Regions from separate parts of the Zea mays genome. Here regions 1 and 2 are each linked to region 3. The links are chromatin contacts, called in public Hi-C and HiChIP or PLAC-seq maps. All regions are on one chromosome and are shown on one strand. Each heading gives the region's core, a stretch centred on a gene start, on an enhancer-like site or on the middle of the called end of the contact. The rest is flanking DNA. Distances are from core to core; before and after follow the strand shown. Region 1 holds the start of LOC100381846. Region 2 holds the start of LOC100285586 (RNA binding protein). Region 3 holds the start of LOC100192799.

What was found. Hi-C and Micro-C count contacts between places; a contact is called where the count stands out from the background. HiChIP or PLAC-seq counts read pairs in DNA pulled down with a chosen protein or histone mark.
Region 1: a contact with region 3 is called in an H3K4me3 HiChIP or PLAC-seq map of leaf, with 4 times the contacts expected there. The contact joins the promoter of LOC100381846 here to the promoter of LOC100192799 in region 3. A contact is called at or near these places in 9 of 25 Hi-C or Micro-C datasets (bundle sheath, ear, endosperm and 3 more) and 1 of 3 datasets of contacts at active chromatin or transcription factors (leaf).
Region 2: a contact with region 3 is called in a Hi-C map of endosperm, with 4 times the contacts expected there. The contact joins the promoter of LOC100285586 here to the promoter of LOC100192799 in region 3. A contact is called at or near these places in 15 of 25 Hi-C or Micro-C datasets (bundle sheath, ear, endosperm and 5 more).

What each region holds. Positions count from the first base shown.
Region 1 is chr8:134,529,563-134,533,953 of Zm-B73-REFERENCE-NAM-5.0, reverse strand. It overlaps LOC100381846, which reads left to right and starts at 3,015. Exons shown (of 16, transcript NM_001361545.1): 1 at 3,015-3,147; 2 at 3,232-3,511. The coding sequence starts at 3,252.
Region 2 is chr8:134,115,213-134,119,622 of Zm-B73-REFERENCE-NAM-5.0, reverse strand. LOC100285586 (RNA binding protein) reads left to right here and starts at 1,925. Exons shown (of 4, transcript NM_001158477.2): 1 at 1,925-2,460; 2 at 3,984-4,400. The coding sequence starts at 1,978.
Region 3 is chr8:134,319,763-134,324,037 of Zm-B73-REFERENCE-NAM-5.0, reverse strand. It overlaps LOC100192799, which reads right to left and starts at 1,710. Exons shown (of 12, transcript NM_001137992.1): 1 at 1,590-1,710; 2 at 1,277-1,346; 3 at 724-852; 4 at 501-625; 5 at 85-206. The coding sequence starts at 1,279.

The DNA.
Region 1 (4,391 bases), core at 1,766-4,265, 210 kb before region 3:
TTGAGAATTAAAGCTGGAGGTCTTGAAGATTTGTCCTTAACAGTTTGTATTGTCAATTTTACAAGAGCAGATATCTCATTACATTGGTTGTTGTTCTTGGATTTGAAATTTCTATTTGAGTTGATGTCTGGAACTCTGGATAGCATGTTGTGGTACAAATAGCTGATGATAAGATAATATATATGTTGCTCATGTAAAGGACAAGTGTAGAACAAAAAAGTCTCAACTTATAATGAGTTGGTTTCCCAGTGTTCTGTAATCTTTCAGTTGGTTTGACCACGGTTGAAGAAATCTGATACTGCTACCGAGACATGAGAGACTATGCACGAGGTATGCAAATTAACAAGACTCATACAAGCGAGGAACAGTGTGCTGATGGGTACAAAGGTAACACATGCTCAGGTCTTAACATGTTTGGCTTCCGAGCAAACTTTCTCCAGAGCCCCAAGAAAATATAAGATTCGATCAGATATGTGTCGATGCTCATCCCAGCGTACTCCCGTTGCAACGCACGGGCACACACCTATAAGTAACAAGAAAGACCAGAAAAGCTGCGACGGTTTTTTGGCAGCGCCACATCTTATCGCTTGTTCAGTTGAAACCACGAACGTTCAGAGCTCGCCGTCGACACAGCCATTCCGGCGGTCGGCACCAACATCCTGCGCTCAAGCTCAAGCTAGCGCATCGTGGTGCGCTCGGATCGGCCGGTAACCGTCCGCGGCCTCCTGCGGTCAAGCTCGCCAAGGTGAGAAGCGTCCTCCGGTGAGTCTTCCTCTCTCTTCCTTTCATATCCCATTGCGCACTTGTTGCCCTATATGGTGGCCGGGCTGCGGCATCCATCGCTGCGTCATCCATCGGCGAGCAGCCTCAGCCATGGTGGTCGGGCTCTCCTCTACGCGCTATATAGCTCCTGCACCACCCTTTCTCCTCCCTCGGCGGGCTCCGGCTGTCCCTGTGTCTCTGGTGTGCAGCATCCTTCGACCCGTGATAGGACGCTTAGTTCGCCGTGCTGACACCGCGCCACGCCGTCGCACGTCCACCTCCTGTGCGGCGCGCGTGGGGGCTACGTCTGCGTGCACTCGCCCTTAGGGCTCACTATCGTGGCCGATCCACTCAGCACGGCCGGATGCGTCGCGTTGGATGCCCTAGCGTGGCCTGCTCCCGTGCGTGAGGTAGACAGAGAGCAGACTTGTAGCCGTAAAAAGCCTTGCCAGTGGCAGGCCTGCTTAGCCAGTGCGAGCCAGACCACGTCCATATAGCAACCAAACGCGTAATATCTGCTACATATATGAAGGACGGGCAGTGCGTGCGGCCGCGCTTGCCGTTTGCGTTGCAGGCCGTGTTTGCGTTGCGGCGATCTGTAGGCCACACGCTTGTCGTTTGCGTTGCAGGCCGTGTTTGCGTTGCGTCGATCTGCAGGCCGCGCTCTCGCTTCCACGTGATCTCTATGTCATCACGGACAGCTTGCGGATGTCATCCTCTATCTCATAACTGCATAACACATATTTGTATATATAAGTTATCGAAATATTATTTATTCCCGTTGCAACGCACGAGCACTGACCTAGTGATATTCATAAGTGAGAAACTTTCTCCAAAGTGGTATTTCACCAATTCTTATTTTCTTTTCTTAATTTATTTTCCTACTTTTATTTTCTACCATCTAAGGCCTTGTTCGGTTATTCCTAATACACATGAATTGGATAAGATTAGAAAAAATTCTTAAGAAGTTTGACTTGTTTAAGAAGTTCCCAGTGAGGCTGTCACTAGGCTGCAGGTGGCAGGAAAAGCCCTGCTCTTCGCAGCTAACTAGATAAAATGTGCTTCAAATGATAGAAAATAAAAACAAAATAGAAAATAGATGAAATAAGAGTGAAATACTATTTTAAAGCAGGAGCGGATTTAGATAAAACAATCATTGGTGTCATCTCAATTAAATTATAAAATCATCAATTCATTTAAGTGCTAGCAAACATATATTCTAATGTAGATTAATAAAATTTATTGGTGTCATGGACACCAAAAAAGGCCCAGATCCGTTCCTGTTTTAAAGAAGGTACTCACTTATAAGCAGCATTATAGAGAAATACAATTTATAAGTACTATTGTAGAGAAGCCACTAATTACGGGTATTATAATAGCAAAAAAAACTCATTGTCGACACAAGGAGCGGCCTCTGCTATATGTACAGTCTCTCAAGGATCACCCCTACGTACGCGTCTGGCTGGCCTGACTACACCGGCAAAGACCAATACGAGTTGGAACAGCAACACATCATCTTGGATGGTGATCTTCGAGCGACCCTATTCTCTATGCCATCCAATCCAAGGCCAGAGTCTGAGAGATCAGAGAAGCGCACGCGCTGCAGCAGAGCCCACATGCTCGCTCCACCTGATGCTCAGCATGTGCTCCGTGCTCGCTCTGAGCACGCCCGCACGGCGGGAACCTGGCCGCGAAGATGCGCGAGGTTCGCTCTCGCTCGTCACGCGGCGCGGTGCGGTGCGGTGCAGGCGTGCAGGCGTGCAGCACTAGCACGCATCTCTCTTGCCACTGTGTTGCCAGTTGCCACCGCAGAGGATCCTTGCCCGGGTACAATCTCATCATCGTCTTCGTCATCAGTGATGATTCGGCAGGGTCAGTGCTGCATCTGGAGTAGAATCGTCCCGCATTTGCGAATTGATTAGTTGGAAATAGCAGGCAGGATCATTAGGGGCCTCCGAGTCCCACCACTAAAAAAGTGCACCCCACTTTTTTTTTGGATCCACTAAAAAAGTGCCCACAATCCGCAGGGCAGCCGCGCCCACACGTCAGAGACGAAGACGCCGGCGGCCGCACCTCCCTCCTCGCCGCCGCCCCGGCGGCTTCTAGCTTCTGCTGCCGATGCCGATGGCGCTATTGTCTCGCGGATTGATGGGTGCCACGCGCACTTCAACGCGCCGTGCTCACACGGCGCTGGCGCCCGGGCCCCACAGCACCGCTTTATAAGTAACCAGCACGCGCTGCCCCCTCCCCTCCTCCCCCGGTCTCACTCACACTCCTTCATCGGGCTCGGCCCGCGCGGTCGTGAGTTCGTGACTGCGGAGGAAGTAGCGCAGGCGAAAAGGCTGCAGCAGTGGACGGCGGCGAACCCTAGCCTAGCTCCGCGAGGTGAGTGGTTCAGTTCGACGGCTGGCGCCCGCGTATGGGGCTGCGCGATTCCCGCTGACTTCCTTTCTGGTGGATTTTGGCAAGTGCGTTGGCGGTTTGATTCGATGGCCGTGGCGTCGCGGCTCGCGGTCACGCGTGTGTCGCCGGCGGACGGCGCGCGCCCCGCGGCGGCGGCGGGGAGGAGGAGTGGGCTCGCGGTGGTTCGGCTCCCGCCGACCGACAGCAGGGGGAGAAGGAGGAGGCGCGGCGGGGCCGTCGCGGCCAGCCCCCCGACGGAGGAGGTCGTGCAGATGACGGAGCCGCTCACCAAGGAGGACCTCGTCGCCTACCTCGTCTCCGGGTGCAAGCCCAAGGAGAACTGGAGGTTAGAAGCTTCCATATGCACATGCTCCTTCATTTGTTTGTTTATTAGTTTTTTTTTGCTTCTTGAAATGATACCTGTCATAAGTTCTTATATATAGCCAACTGTTGCCATGAAAAATTGATCACGCGACACCACGATAACTATAGTTCGTGCGACTAGTTTTCAGGGGTTCCTCACTTTCGTGGAGGAGAGCGGACTGTTTTTAGCGCAAAACAGCATAGATTACCAATCCCTAATGCATATTAGTGTGCAAAAAAGCAAAGATTAGGTTCTCTTTGTCGATGCAGAAGCTTTGCTTTTGACACCTTTGGCTCCATGCACTCTCGGCTCGCCCACGTGTCCCAAAGTAGTCCTATGAGGGTTCAATGATCAGATATAGATTTTCTGTCAGGTCAAGTTAACAATCTTGACATGAAACACCATCTAAACACTAAAAAAAGGGGCGCACCCAGTGCCGTAGGCTTCCCGCACTGTGTAGGTCTAGGAAAGGGTATATTTAAGCGCCAAGCCTTACCCGCATAATATGCAGAGGCTGGGGCTCGAACCCGGGACCTTCCGGTTACAGACGGTAGGCTCTACCACCGCACCAGGCCCTAAACCATCTAAACACTAACTTTGTTATTTTGGACCTTTCCCCGCACATGAACTCAAGCATGCCTCATGTGGTAGCTAGTCTCCATACTGGATGCAAACCTGAACAGGAGATACATGCTAGTAGCTTTGACTTGATGAAAACACTATATTGCTCCCTCATGACCTCGAATCATGACTCGGTTGCATCCTGTGGTCGATGTCTCAGCCAAGTATCTCGCTTGGGCTCACACATATTCCAACCTGCCACAAGTCTTATGCAGTGTGTATCAGCTCATTAACTTGATTA
Region 2 (4,410 bases), core at 676-3,175, 200 kb after region 3:
TGATTGACAGTGGGGAAGTGGTAGGGTTGATGACGTCGGCAGCAGTCGTGGAGGAGAGCGTGAGCGGTCGCGTGAAAACGTTTACCAAAAACCTTATTTGCCTTCTCCCGGTGCATGATTTCGAAGGCGGCAGGTTTCAAAGACCTGCTCTCCCAATCGCAGATGCATGTCAGTGCTCGGGATGAAGAGGACTACAATGGCAGCACAGTAGTAAGCAGAGGCAAAAATCTAACTCGTGTTTGGGATGATTCTGACGATAGCTGTCAGACGCCTTATATAGGGCCACGTCCATGAACCAATAAGGACCCGCGATCCGATCCGACAAGAGCTCAAATCCTTTTCTAATCATGATCGGATAGAGCTTTAAACTTAACAGCCAAGTAACCAAAATAAAAATAGCAAAAGTAAGTTGAGCCCTCGCAAGACGAGGAGCTAGATTTTGGCAGACCATTCACGTGCGCGTGTGGCACTCCGTCCTCTCTCCCCTCAACCATGACTTAGTGGGAGAGGGAAGCCTCCATATATAAACTAGTCTGACTCCATTTAGACTAGCAATGTGGGACTATTGGTTTCACCATTACCTTGCCGTACATGAATTTGTATGATTTTTCTAGGATTTAATTGAATTTCTTAATTGGGCCAAGCCCATAAATTCAATAACAAATACAGATGAATGGTTGTCCGGCGCTCACGCCGCAAGCTAAACCTCGAGCGGGCGGCCTTGGCGTATGTGGAGCAGGACTCGACTAAGTTAAGGAGGCGGCGGCTCACCTCCTTGGAGTAGAACTGTCACGTGTCGATCCCCTCCTCCACAGAGGCTCCGCCGCCACCCATGGCGGTCGCGACGACGAAGACCTCAACCTCAACGCCACACGAAGAGGATGATGTCCCCACGAGCGTCTCCACGAGGCGTCGCACCACCGCGTTGCGTCGTCGTTGTTCGCTCTCTCAGTTGTTAAATTCTTCCGTCTACGTTCCCGCAAGACGCCGTGAGAAAAAAAAACTAGATTTTTTAGAGTATATACTCCCTCCGTCTCAGGATATAAGGCGTAACCACTTTTTATTCTTGTCCCACAATATAAGGCGTGCTCTCTCTATGCATACGTATATCGATGCAGTGGTATAGAGACAATTAAATGCATTTCTTGGTCTTTGAACCAGAGGTGGTTACGCCTTATATAGTGGGACGGAGGGAGTATAACTATATAAAGCTAAATTTATATAAATAATGATGCGAACCATGGTTGTTAGTTTTAAAGTCACATTCACATTTATCAAGTCAACAGAACATATATACTATATTCATTCTCAAATATTGTTCACCCGTTATTTTATTTTTAAACTTAAACGCGACAAATATAAAAAAATTTTGGAGGAAGTATATTACGTACTTTAAACTCAAGTATAGATGTAAAACGTATGAACCTACAGACACTTTGCTAGCACATAAGAGTATCTCCAATAATATCTCAAACTAGTGCCTTAAATTGAAATATGAGGTTCTATATAGGAAAAACTACTCCAACAGTGGTACATTTCGTAAAATTTGGTCAAAAAACTATAGTGCACCCTTTCAAGTGTCTCAAATATACTACACTGTAGTAGACTGCTCTATAATCTATTAATCTAGATTTGAGGTTTTATCGTTGGAGCGAGACGTTTTTGTTGGTGCACTAAATTCTATAAAATATAATCATTTTTAAATTATATGATATTTTTATAGTACATGTTCTAACTAGCAGTTCTCCTGCCTATTTGTTTTCTAAAAGAGCAGTTACCTGACCGTCCGTCCACGTGGCCGATCCAACGGCTGATGTCTTCTTTCGGCCTCGGCGGAACCGCGGAAGCCGTCAAGTTGGTAGCTGTCGTGTTCTCTTCTGCCATTGTTGCCCTCGACTGGAGCAGTCAGTCCACTCCAGTACCTCTGCCGCACGCTGCTCCCGCCGCGCCACCAGCTCACCACCGCTGCTAGCCACGATGCGGTCGCCGCGAATCCCCGGCCGCCGCGACGCGGCGTCGCCGCAGACGCCAAAGGGGTTCAACCCGGGCGACCCCGTGGAGGTGGTCCCCGACGAGGCAGGCCTGCACGGGGCCCACTTCGCTGCCGTCGTCGTGGGGCCCAGCGCCAAGCCCCGCGGCTACACCGTCGAATACGACTCCCTCCTCGAGTCCGAGGGCTCCGACCGCCCGCTCCGGGAGGCACTGCCGGCGCGGAGCCTTCGCCCTCGCCCACCGCCGCCGCCCGCGCCCGCATCGGAGGCCCCGCCCGCGGAGCACGCCGCCGTCGACGCGCTCATCGACGACGCCTGGTGGCTCGGGGTCGCCCTCGCCCGCGCCGGCGCGCCCAGCAAGGTCAGGGTATGCTTCCCGGAGACCAGGGAGGTCATGGAGTTCGACGCCGCCGACGTCCGCCCGCACCTCGAGTGGGTTGACGGCGAGTGGCGCTCCCCAGATAACATGGTAGTAGCACTAACAAGGGTCTTTTCCAAGCTTTTTCTTTTTTCCCTATTTGATTCTGGGTTTCCAACTTTCGATAACATTAATTAATCGTAATCCATCAAAAGGCTTCTTCCCTTTCTTCCATTCGAGGTGATTTTTCGTGGGGTTAGGGTTAGAAATGGGGGCAACCACAGTTTGTTCGATGGTGGCAGGGCGAATGTGGGATTATGATTTTCCCACGCTTGCTAGGTGGAGAGTGAGGAGAATGAGGATTCTTGAATTGCTAGCTATTGTTGTATCTGTTAGATGGATTTATCTGTTTTAGCTTGAGTAATACAGGTGTTAGAACATTTTAGGGCGAATGTGCTTGTGGTCTCACTGGCTGGAAAATTGCCTATCAACAGATTAAGAGTATGAAGTCAAGGTACTTGGACGAGCTGAATGGTGTTCAGTCAGATCAGATGTGGGTCATGCTGGAATGAAGTGTTTCTAGCTAATGGTGAACTATGAAAGCATTTGACCCCCTTGATATTCATGGGCGGTTTTAGTTATCTGTAGCTTTTTATTCCCACTCCACCCGTTTCAAATTATGCTTTTCTTTGGCTTTGTCCTAAGTCAATTTTCTCTAACTTTTACAAAGTTTCTTAAGAAAAATATATTAACATCATCTACAAGTTCAAATAACCATGGTTCTTAAAGCGGTAGGGCGAGACAAGGCGTTGAACCACCTCCTAGATGCCTAGGCGACGCCAAGGCGAGCAAGGCGATGCCTTATCTATCTAAGAACCGGCCAGACAGCAGCATGGAGAGGAAGAAAAAGAAAAAAAAGGAAAAAGAAGAAGGGAAGGGGTAGGAGGCCAGCCCACCAGCCAGCCCATATATTCCCTGCCCCGCCGTTGCAGCAGCCACCACTCGCGATTTGGCGACGCCGCTGCCCTGATTTGACGCCGTCGCTGTTAATTCAGGCATCGCTGCCCCCGATTCCAGCCGCCGCCACCACTCCGATTCAACGTCGCCCCTTCCCCTTCCTATACCTCTTGCTGGTTCTTAGCTAGGCGACGGGGACACCTAGCTGTTTTTGGGCACCTGGACGTCTAGGCATCGCCTTTAAAACATTGCAAATAACCGCACTATCAAAATATATGTCCATGTGAACTATAGTTTGTAATGGAGGGAATAGTTTCGAATAATACTCCAAGTCTTCTGTCATAAATATAAGTCTTTGAAGGAGTTTCTATTTCAGCTAGATGGTAGATATGTTAAGAGATAGATGCTGTTGGAGTTGGACTTCCTAGTCATGTTATACTGCCTTGCGTTGTTGGTTAGAAGTTCGAACATTTTCGGTAATTCATTATCCTTCTTTGATCGCTAACATAAATCTATGGTGCTTGAACATTTGTGGGATTTTCTTCAATTGTGTTGATCATGGTAGAGTAGCTCCTGATGTAGGTTTTTATGTAACTTGTTACCTATATGATGTTTCTTCCACCTTGTTTGGGCTGTCCATTCAGTGCTAACCATTGCTTGTTGCCTTTGCCTTCTAGGAGATACCCAAGACAATGCCATATGCAAAAGGAATGCAAATTGAAGTTTCCAAGTTGGAAGACAATTCTGTTGTTGCTTGGTCACCTGCAGTTGTCGCAAAGACTATCTGGAAGAATAACCTATTAGTCGACTACACTCTTTCAAAGTGTTACGGTACTACATTGTCTGAGGAGATTGTTGATGTGAAGCATGTGAGGCCTTGCCCACCACAAGCATCAGAGATTAGTTTCTGCATCAATGATGAGGTTGAAGCATTCCAAGGTGATTGCTGGTGGCTAGGGGTGATTACTAATGTTCTTCCAGAATTCAAGTACACATTTAAGTCAACGCATTTAGGGACGGAAGTTGAGGTGAACCAGAAATTTCTGAGGCTTCGATATGACTGGGTTGGTGATCAATGGGAACAAGAATCAAAGGTCTGAATAA
Region 3 (4,275 bases), core at 461-2,960:
GGTGTATAATTCAGGTCAATATTCAGAAAGTAAAAAAGAAGATTATAAAAAAGAAAAATACAGAAGCATTTTAGCATGGAATACCATCCATTGCCTCCTTAAGCTTCCCAAGTTCTTTTCGTGCAGTAATTCGGCGTGAGTATGCTTTAATATAGCGATCATCCAGATTCAGAGCTTCAGTGCAATCGTCCTCTGCCTCCTTGAATCTGATGAATTACATATCTATAATATAAGACTACAGCAGGAAAAAAAACCTCTTGGAAACGGAACTTCCAGGTTCCACAGGACACAGCAGGTAGGTAAAAATATATTATAAATAGCACAGATAACAAGAACCAAGAATACAAAAAATATGCCTTATCCTACAGTCTCAAATTGCTGGAGCTAATAAAAATATATGGCTTCAGATTAAATCGAGATGGGGTACTTCTAGTAAAAGCAGAACAAATGAAGATATTGCATAAGGTGAAGTGGATGCATACAGTCCCAGAGTAACTTGCCTTCTTAGTTTAAGATATGCCATAGCTCTATTTGCAAATGTGACTGCTGTAGGAGACAGCCCAATACTTCTGGAGTAGCATTCAATAGCATCAGTGAACTTCTTCTGTTTGAAATACTCATTTCCCTGGAAATAAAACATAGGAAGCAACAGGTGTAGCTTAACCAAAGCTTGCTTGTGAAACAGCCTACAAAGCAGGGACTAAATAGCCTGAGTATTACAACCTGCTCCTTTTCCGATGTAGCATCCGGCATTGGTTCGTCGTTTAAGTAGCTCGAGTACTTCATATTGTACAGATCACGGAAACTTTTAGACGAAGTTCCTGAAGTTCCAGTAGATCTCGCCTTATATTCCTGCAGGGGTATTTTTTTCGCTTTTAAGCCAGAGGTCCAAAATTAGGAACGCCAAGCTACCATCCAGCTCAACAAAAAACGGAGTGGGCAAGGCTGCAATAGAAATTGAAGTTTCAAAGAACCAACTACAGATATAAGTTGAAATTTTGGACACATGCCATCTCTGGCAACCACAATAGGGGGATAAACTCCAAGAGCTGCTGCTTAAAGTTAAATTCAGGTCGTCAGCAAACGAAATCTCCACATCAAAAATCTGCATTACCCCAAACGCAAAAGGAGACAGTCCATTTAACATTACAAATCCGTATTTGCCGTATTTGCCGCATTCACCGGACTCCACTAGCTATCTAAACCTCTTGACTGAGAGCAAGATATATTCTCACACTAGTCAAGGGAGCAAGGGGCAGTCCATGAGTGTCCTTACCATATTGCCACCGCCTCCTGCTCCTAAATCACAAACCCAAATCTTGCGGGTTTGATCACCCAATCAGCCCCTGAAATCCATATCAAACAACCAAAAATTATAAGGAGAGGTCGTATATGCATATGTTATTAAGAGAGGAATATCACAAAACTGCCGCACACAGAATCAAACAGGGAAAGATGAACGAGACGAGTCGCTACGTGTGGAGGGCGGCGGCGGGTACGACTCCGATTCAAATTAGGAGAAGGCGAGGTGGAGCGGTGGGCGGCGCGGCTCAAGGAAGAAGACGGAGAATAATTCCGAGTGTTGGTACCTGTACTGCGCGCCGGTAGAGGGCTCGCACAACCCACGAGGAAGGGGAAGAGCTCAAGGGAGGTGGTCAGGTGGAGGCGGCTTTGTTGCAGAGGGTTCCAGCGACTAGTGGAGTCGAGCCGTCGGCCCGGGCCGTCGGGGAAGAAGAACGCTCTGCCTCTGGTTGCTTTGTTGCCTGCTGGTTTCGGGTTGTGGGTTCAGTTTTGGGCACTTTGCACGTGGATTTCCAGCCCAATAACTACACACTACTGTAGCCTGCAAATGGGCAGCATTCTTTTTTACTTCTATTTCAAAATAATAATAGTTGTCTGAGTAAAGAAAATGAAAATATATGTATATATATATATATAATCACCTGCTCAATTGAAAATGGCGAGATTCAAATTTGCCAATCTTCAGAGATTTTCTCGTCCGGCCAGTTGAATTCGTGAGATTTTTTTTCTAAACAAGCTATTGTAGCTAGGAGTGGTAATGGGCTGTATTATAAAATTTAAAAATCAAATCAGATTAGAACTAATCTCTATTCCTATTTATTTTTAAACCAAAATTAATTAAGGGCTCTAACTTATATTGTAAAGAAAGATTTAGATTATGATCCATTACAATCTCTAATTGTAGCCAAGGGGAAGCATACAAAAACAATTTATATGTCAGCCAAACAAAAACAGAAGTGTTTTTCCCTCGTAAAAAAAATCATACCCTCAATCTCTGAGTGAAATAATAACGCTGTGGCATGCATTTGGGGCAAACGGCCTTCAACTAGCAGAGCTGCATAGGCACTGCAGCCTGCCGCCTATGCTGCTGAACCATGAGCCATGTATATAAAAAAAAATATGTGGAGTACAATCATGACCGCCTAGAACACCGCAACACTTGTTTAAACAGGCGGTCACATCCGCATATAAAACCTATAAGAATATATACACAGGAATTGAGAATGGCAAATCGGCCGAAATGCGCAACTCAAGGAATTACGGCAACACAATTGACTGAATCAAGCAAGGTACTCTATATCCATCATTTATATTTATTTTTATAGTCTTCTTTAAAAAATTTTATCCTCTATATATCCTTTCTCTCCAACAACATACTTTAAATCATGTCCTCTATACAAAAATACCTATATTAGAGACATTTTTTATTTTTTATTTTTTGTATACGTATTTGTCATACTCTCAGTATTGTACATATTTTTGTTTTGCTAAACCGGTTATTTAAAGTATTCAAATGGATAGAGGACCGTTTAGAGAAACTCTATATATAGAGAATCCAACAGCGTCCTCTAAATTTAGAGGACTATTTAGAGGACGCTGGAGAATATAGAGGATCGTTTGGTCCTCTATATTTAGGGTAGAGAAGGCTTTAGAGACTATTGCTGGAGCGAGCATCAGGTTAACATGAAAACACAAGACAGGATCTATGACAGCATGGACGAACTAGTATGCCTATTTACCACACATGCCTCCTAATTCGGCGAGGTAAAGATCAACCAGGGGTGGGTAACTATGGATGGCAATGAGGAATTTCTTGACAGGAAATAGCCCCTCGTACTCGTCCCACTTGCGAGAACATTTCTTTTCCATTGTCGGTCCTCCACAGTGCCTGGGATTCTCGTCTTCGTTTAAATTATAATTAGAACATACATTTTTTGTTATTAATGCAAAATATTTTCACTTATACATATTATTATATTGAAGAAAATCATTATGTGTATATCCAAATGAACACATTTATGTAATGATTGATCTGTTGATAAGGTAATTATTTATTTTTATCATTAATTAGTACTCAAAAACATTGTCATATGAAGGTTTAATGGGTCCCCGTGGGAAACAAAGATGGAAAATGCTTCTCGTCCCCATCCTCATTTGCCCATTAGAGAGGGATTTTTCCCTATTTACATCCCCGTGAGAAAAAACTTCTATATCCTCGTTCCCTAATAGAGGGAGAATCAAAGATCAGGACCCATTGTCATCTCTAAGGGCGACATACAGTTTCCTCGGACAACGGCTCCATGGGCGATGGTGGTCAGAGGAGAAAACAGAACCAGCATCAATCATTGGTCGACGATGACTCGTATATCACGTCCACATAGGTCGGCATGTCTAGGCCAGGGAATCTGTGATAGGCTTCAGGGCGACATCTGGATTCTTCGTGCCCATCGCCGATTTGTGTGTGCATACCGGATGTAAAGTCACTCACTCTATAGCTGCTCACATCTACCATTTGAAGGTCCACCATCTGGTTAGTTATTTTTTCCTTCTGTTTGTGTGGGTGTGCAGGTGATGGATGTGATGGAGCTGCAGAGGAAGTGACTTTACATATAACATATGGTATGCACTCAACTTTTTTCCTAACATTCCTTAATCCACTACAGCTCGGTTCTCGGACAAGCCTTAAAAGTTAGCTCGACTCATTGATATGTAACATAATAATAGTAATAGTAATAGAAATAGTAGAAATAGCAACAATAATAATAATAATATTGTCGGCATCGTACCAGACTTTTGTGCCCTCACCAACAGGCACTACCGGAATCGGGCTCTTTACTGAGTGTCTAAAGCACTCGGCAAAGCCTGGAAAACACTCGGCGCGGCAAAGAGAGCTCGGCAAAATGTATATCGACAACGGCTTCTTTATCGAGTAGTTTTTATCGGGCACTCGACAAAGGCTTTGCCGAGTGTCAC